2 separate regions of the Mus musculus genome follow, and region 1 is linked to region 2. A link is a contact called in public Hi-C data. All regions are on one chromosome and are shown on one strand. Each heading gives the region's core, a stretch centred on a gene start, on an enhancer-like site or on the middle of the called end of the contact. The rest is flanking DNA. Distances are from core to core; before and after follow the strand shown.

Evidence for each region. Hi-C and Micro-C count contacts between places; a contact is called where the count stands out from the background.
Region 1: a Hi-C map of liver shows a contact between it and region 2, with 2.3 times the contacts expected there. The contact joins two enhancer-like sites. A contact is called at or near these places in 1 of 484 Hi-C or Micro-C datasets (liver), 1 of 115 datasets of contacts at active chromatin or transcription factors (embryonic stem cells) and 1 of 9 other capture datasets (embryonic stem cells).

Annotation. Positions count from the first base shown.
Region 1 is chr12:72,283,971-72,287,226 of GRCm38.p6, reverse strand. All of the region lies in intron 3 of Rtn1 (reticulon 1), which reads left to right. Among named protein-coding and RNA genes, the nearest start is that of Gm52013, 26 kb to the right of the region's middle. Within about 2 kb of position 1,771, at least 38 of the 459 cell types and tissues checked have an H3K27ac peak or open chromatin away from gene starts, as enhancers often do. A contact at or near this core is called in liver, where this site is marked.
Region 2 is chr12:71,767,732-71,770,912 of GRCm38.p6, reverse strand. No RefSeq gene overlaps it. Among named protein-coding and RNA genes, the nearest start is that of Daam1, 62 kb to the left of the region's middle. Within about 2 kb of position 1,817, at least 16 of the 459 cell types and tissues checked have an H3K27ac peak or open chromatin away from gene starts, as enhancers often do. A contact at or near this core is called in liver, where this site is marked.

The DNA.
Region 1 (3,256 bases), core at 522-3,021, 520 kb before region 2:
TGGAAAACAAGCTTGCCTATGCACTCTTTGGATGGTGCAATGTAGCAAATAGGAAATAGGCTTCACATAGAACTTCTTGTCTCAGCGGTGGGAAGGAGGCGTGCTACTGGAAGGACTTGACTGTTTGCTGTTTCTTCTTTACCCACGTCACACCTTTTTAAAGCCCATGGGCAGGATTTGAGACGCATTGACAAGGAACTTCTGCCCATTAACAATATATATTTTGGTAGCAGGTAAAGACTGACTCTTCAAATACCTGACTCTAACTAATGATTTGGAATGAGTCTCCATAATCTATACATTGAGATATTTAAAAATGATCTCTAAGCAAAATTTCAACTCACAGATTAGAATAACAGGATGAGTTTTCATTTATAACTTGGCAGAATTTAGCACTAGGATCCTGTCATGTTGGTTGTATTGGTTTTGGGGGAAGTATTTTAAAAATAAAGTTGCTATCATGGAAATGTTTCAATGTGCATATCCAAAACCAGAAACATTTTTCTTGCATAACCTCAGAACTATTGATACTTTAAATAAATATGTCATATTTCTCTAATACTCTTCCAATTCCCCCCTTTCAGTTGATCTATTTTAATTAGCATGTGAGCAAAGGTGTCTTAAATGATGACAGAAATCAGGGCAACGCTCTGTGTGCTAGTTGGTTATTAGGTAGGGCTCCTTTGTCTATGACAAACATTTTTTACCAGGAAAGTTTTTACACATAGAGAATCATTATGAGATTCTTCACTGTTCACATGGTTGTATGACTCTCTTATTAGCTCTGCTCTTGACTTTTTGGTGACCAAGATTTCATAGTCTTTATACTTCTGATTTAATGAGAAAATCAGAGACTATTCCGTGACTCCTCTTCTCTGGGAGGAAGCCTTGAAGAACCCAGGCAAAGTGGATGGCCAATATGCTGTGACATTGCGCTGCTTATAAATCTCGAGAGTATCTTCTCCTCTGACTGGATAGCCACTGCACTTTGTAAGTGTTATTGAGTCTGACTTTCAGCTGACAAGACTTTCTGGGGCATCCCCCAGAGAGCCGGATGCTGCAGGGTTACCAGCAGAGTCACCACCGTGGGTTAGTGAGAAACTAACAAACACCCGATCTAAAACTGGAGCGTTTGGAACAGTGTGTTTACACCTTACGCAATGCCGGTTGTATTTCAACATTTTCCAAAAATATCACACAAAGGTATTTAGAAAGAAGAAAAACAAATCTGGTTTGTAAAGTGTTTGTCTGAGGACTGCCACTGTTGCCATGGGATTCACAGAAGCAGATTTTCACGGCTTCATCAGACCGAGCCTGTTTTTTGAACAGGTTCCGGGGAGAGTGGGCTCCTGCTGCCCTGTTCTGGGTGTTTTCGTTAGACTTAACTCAGCCTTAGGAATATCAACATTTCCTTTGTACAAAAAGTACATTGGGTGATAATGCCTAGGTTTGCTTTTAGCAGACAGCTTTAGCGATACCAGATTTATTTTCCTATCTGCTGCTTGTTTCTAAATAGACATCATGTAACCAGCTTCACACGGCTCGTCTTGGAGCATAGGCAAATGTTAGCTTAATATTTGAGTGCCATCTGCTGTAAGTTCCATGGCATTCAAGCCCATCTGGCTTCCGTGCGGCAAGTCCCCTTTCTTTTTAACATCTCAGTAGAACGCAGCCCAAGCCTCGCACACTGATGGGGCCGACTCTTCCACTGATCACCGCATGGGGCTGCTGTCCAAGGATCATGTTCTCTTGGCTCTCCATGCACCTTTCCCGGAGACTTGTGCTTCAGCTTCGGGAAGCACGTGCAAGCGTGTGATGTAACTAAGCAGTCAGTGTGTTCCTAAGTCCCTTTGCTTTATCTGAAATAGCAGTCTGACTCTCAGTGGGTGAACATTTGCCACCTCAGTAAAGTTACTGAATAAACGATTATTAAGAACAGAGTATATGCTGGGCTTTTTAGAAGACATTGGAATGGAGGGAGTGGAGAACAGGAAGACTGTCTGCTGCCCTGACATCCCATCCATGAAGGAGATTAATGTATCCACACAAATGAACCCAGATAACTCAGAGCAAGGTGGTGATAGGCAGTGTGAAGTTAAGTCCAGTCCAGAGGTATAGGCAGTCTGGTTCATTTCTCTTGACCTACTTTTACTAGCTTTGAAGTCAAGTTGATCTGAACACTGAACATCATGAGAAGACTAATATTTCTATCAGTAGTTGTGGTAGGAGGTTCTAGAGTCAAGCAATCAGAATTGTAAGCAGGTCATGTAGGCTCATCTTTATTTACGTTATTAGACGTGTCTATACCCACACTCTCATGGATTCCTGAATCAAGTACATAGGAATTCCTGGGTAGGAGCTGAGGAGCCTAAGGTGACTAAGACCCAGTCCTTGAAACCAGACATTGGTAGAGACATGCAGCTAAAAATGATGTCACAAAACATTCCAGGCACACTGAAGGCCACACTTACCCCGGCCTCTCTGTGTTGCTGACTTACACTGCAACAGCTGAGCCGTATCTGTATTCATATCTTTCTGTACTTATTTATCCACAGCTTCCAAAATCTGGGGGCCGGGGGATTATTAGTGGAATATTGATCCCGTTCTTCTTCCCGTTCCCCTTTACTTCAAAGGAAGAGATTAGGTTGTCCAAAAGTAATAACAGTATTTGTTTGGTTTACTGGGGGTGGGGTGGCAAATACAGAAATAATTGTTGCTTCAATTGCCCGAGTACCAGTTTCAGATGCTGAAATGATGACACACTACTGCGGGGGGTGGGGTGCAAATGTGTTTTCTACCTGGCTTCTCCCTGTTATGTGGTACATTTGGAGTTACTGCATAGCTTGAGAAACTCAACAGACCTTTGTATAACTGAAATTAAACATTTAACCTCCATAGAGGCCATCAGGGATCAGGTACAAAGTGGGGCAGAGAGGAGGGATGGAGGAAGCTGCACATTCGTATTGGATTGTTCATACTCCCCAGCCTGAAGCCAGGAGCCTGCAGTAACCTGTGTGAAAGCAAAAGTAAAATTGAGTTTGGGGACTAGGGAAAAGCATTGCATGTCCTCTTATTGTATGCTCTTAGGAGTGTTTTTTTAACACAGTAACTCCAGATACCAAGGAGATTTAGGCCACTCCTATTCTTTTGACTACAGAGAGTGTTTTCTTTCAGTCTTATATTACTCAATAGAACCAGAAAACTATTTGTTTGGCCAATAAAAGCTGCACAAACTTCATCTCACTGAACATTCATA
Region 2 (3,181 bases), core at 568-3,067:
GAGTCTTTACATAGCAAATATATGAAGTATTTGAATATCTGTCATGACAGTGACTCTGCTTGTCAGGCCGGCCTAGTGAGTCTATGCGACAGAACTATGTCAGAGGACATGACGGCTTCTGTAGATTCCATTAGCCATGTCACCTCTTCTTATCAAATTCTCTTCCAGCTTGGTGCAGGAACTCAGCCTCGATTTTACAAGAACAGACTTGGAAAGATATGAGTCAGGAGGGTCCAGAATCTGTCCATCTGCGGTAACGAACTTGGCCCTTATTAGCAAATCTCCTGGAGACTTCCGGTATCCTTAGGTGTCCCCTGGCTGGAGGGAAGCCTGTCCAATCAGGGTGGTCCTGATGTCTCCTTTGCTACATTTTACTTACCCTGGTCACACCATCATTTGGCTTTGTTAAAACAGAGATTGGAGTGATTTCTTGACACTCGAGAATGGTGATGTGTGACTCATGGGACTTCCTCCGGAAACACAAGTGGGTTGTCCCACTAGTTCCTGCCAGAAGGTCCCAGCTTTCCGATGTACTCCAGGCACCTTCAATATGCTTACAGTCTTCCTAGATAGGATCTCAATGTGAAGTGAGGAGTAATGGTTTGGACCCAGAGCCAAGCATGTCTCTGCTTCTCTGAAGACAGCAGATGTGCCAGCCATCTTGGAGGCTCATTAGGAGGTCTCAGTTTGGGAGATATACAGCCAAGCGAATGATGGTTCGCTGCTAAGACTCAATGCCTGCCTGTGCACAGCCACTCACGGTTGTATGGGGGAATCTTTTATTAGAAATGTACTCCCATGACTGTATCTACCGCAAATTTCTAATGTCCCTCAATAAATCTCACATGTAGGCTTTAAATAACGATTCTTCCTTCTCTCCGTTCAAGCTGGAGAAGACTGTGTCAGCACTGAGGGACCGAACACTATTATTATTTCTGCCGTCCTCAAATCCTTATTATTTTCCAACATCTCAAATCAAATGCTGCGCTAATTTCCACAATACCCATTTTATTAGTTAAACAAATAAACCTGTAGTAGCAATACCATTAATAAATTAGCAAAATCCATCTGTAAGTGCATCCATTATGTTAAGTTTATGTTGCTCCTTATTTATAATAATATTGCCCTTCTCTGAACTATTTTACTCCACTAAAGGCATTAAACAATTCACTTTTAAAATTTATGGAAAAAAGATGGCTGGAATCCTGGTAATGTAATCCTTTGAAGTTTTATTTATTTATTTATTTATTTATTTATTTTGGAATACAGTTTGGAGAAAGCAAGAATTTTCTTTTCCTCTGCGAGAGGGCAAGGCTGTTGGTAGTTCAGTCCCTTCCCTTCGCCAGCCTTCAAGTCTAGCTCACGTTTCCATGCCCAAAGCATCATAAATAACCAATGAAGTAAAAGACTGTGTCTAAACACTAGGAGTCAATTTCCATAAACGCTCATGTTAAAAAATGCATGACTGGTGTGCTACAGTGTGGACGTGTTTCTCCCTCACCAGCATCAACCTCTGTGCCCTCAGGAATAAGTAAAAGGATCTCAAACCAAGAAGGTGGAGAGGAGCGAGTAGTAGGTGTTAACTGACCACTGCCCTCTGACCTGTAAACACAGTAAAATGGTAGGAAGCTAAACAACCCCGCCCCCACCCTCCGCCCCCACCCCTCACCCTTCACCCCCCACCAACGCCCATGACTCTGTTTCCACAATGGGTGACACAGCAGTGGCCGCCTCCATGACTCTCCGAAGCCAGAGAATACATATGTGGTGCTCACGCAGTGCTTTGGGCTTAAGCTACTGAACAAGAGCCTCTGCTTAGTAGAGAAAAAGACTTAGAGCAGCCACTGACTGTCATTACTGCTGCTGCTGTCCAAGAAAGCTGAGAATGGTAGAGAATAATTTCTGTTCTTTCTCACAATGCCTTAGTAAGTTCTATGTACGTTATTAGTTATTATTCGTAAGTTAGAATGTTGGTTTTATGAATACAGTTTTTGTCGTGTGTACCCAAGTTTTCTTAAGGTCCTAGGACCTTTGCTTTCCTGTGCAGAGCTTCCAGCAGGAAATTTTGCCTGGTTGGTCTGCTTTTAAACGAAAACCAGTATTCTTGTCGGCGTTTGCATTTTAAGGATTTTTACGGGCAAAATGCTCAACAGAGCCGTGCTACACTCTTCATTAGAAGAGGGAAGAGTAGAGAATGTCAAAAACAATAAACTCACGGAGTTTTGAGTCTCCGCTTCAAGCTTCAAGTTCCAGGCAACCTTTGAGACGTTTCGAAGCACAACACCGCCACCTTCTGGTAGCGTCTTGCCATCGTTCTCTCTGCCAGTTGATGGGGGCTCTCTTCCATCCATAATTTGTGTTTTCTGTTAGGACAGATCTAATTTGATTTGTAGCCTTGAAAACTTTAGGTAAAGTCTAGACAATGTCTTAGTTAATTTGAATTAAGATCAAAGAGTCTGAAAACAGAGGGCTTTTAACTGGTTCTGTTGTCGGAGAGGGACGTGATTTTGGTATCAGCGATCTTACCCGAGGCATTCTGTGCCGTTGTTTTTCAAATCTATTACAGGTAAGACTCTATTTCTTGTATCCCAGGCAGGCCTGGAACGCACTGTGTGGCTGAGGATGACCTTGAACTTCGGATTCTTCTGCTTCCTCTTTTTTTTAAGCTAGGGATTAAGCTGCAGCTATGTGTATACCAGGCAAGCACTGTACAGCTGAGAGGCATCTCCGGTCCACTTTCCTAGAGCATTGCAAACATTTTAAACATCACTTGTGTCCTAGGAGGTGGTGAGACTGAGAGGGTTTGCCCCTCACTGCTCCACACTGACCACAGTCAGCCTGCTACATCTCCTGGCCAAGTGAGTCACAGGGGAGATTGGCTAATGGGGTTTTCCTTTTCTGTCCAGTAGAGGAAAAGACGGCAGTGTAGAGGAAGGTGGTCCCAGCTCTGCTCTTACAAAAGACCAGGAGCCCCAAAAGATGGTGAATTGTAGTGAGAGTTTTGGTTTCTTAAAAAAAAAAATACAGTTCTTTATGTGAATATATATTTTTTATTTAATTCTCAAGCGTGGGATATGGGGCTGCTTCAGGTTGTCCACAGCAATTAACTGTGATTGTTTCTAGGTGGTGTGTGTGTGTGTGTGTGTGTGTGTGTGTGTGTGTGATAGAAGACTCTGAAGAA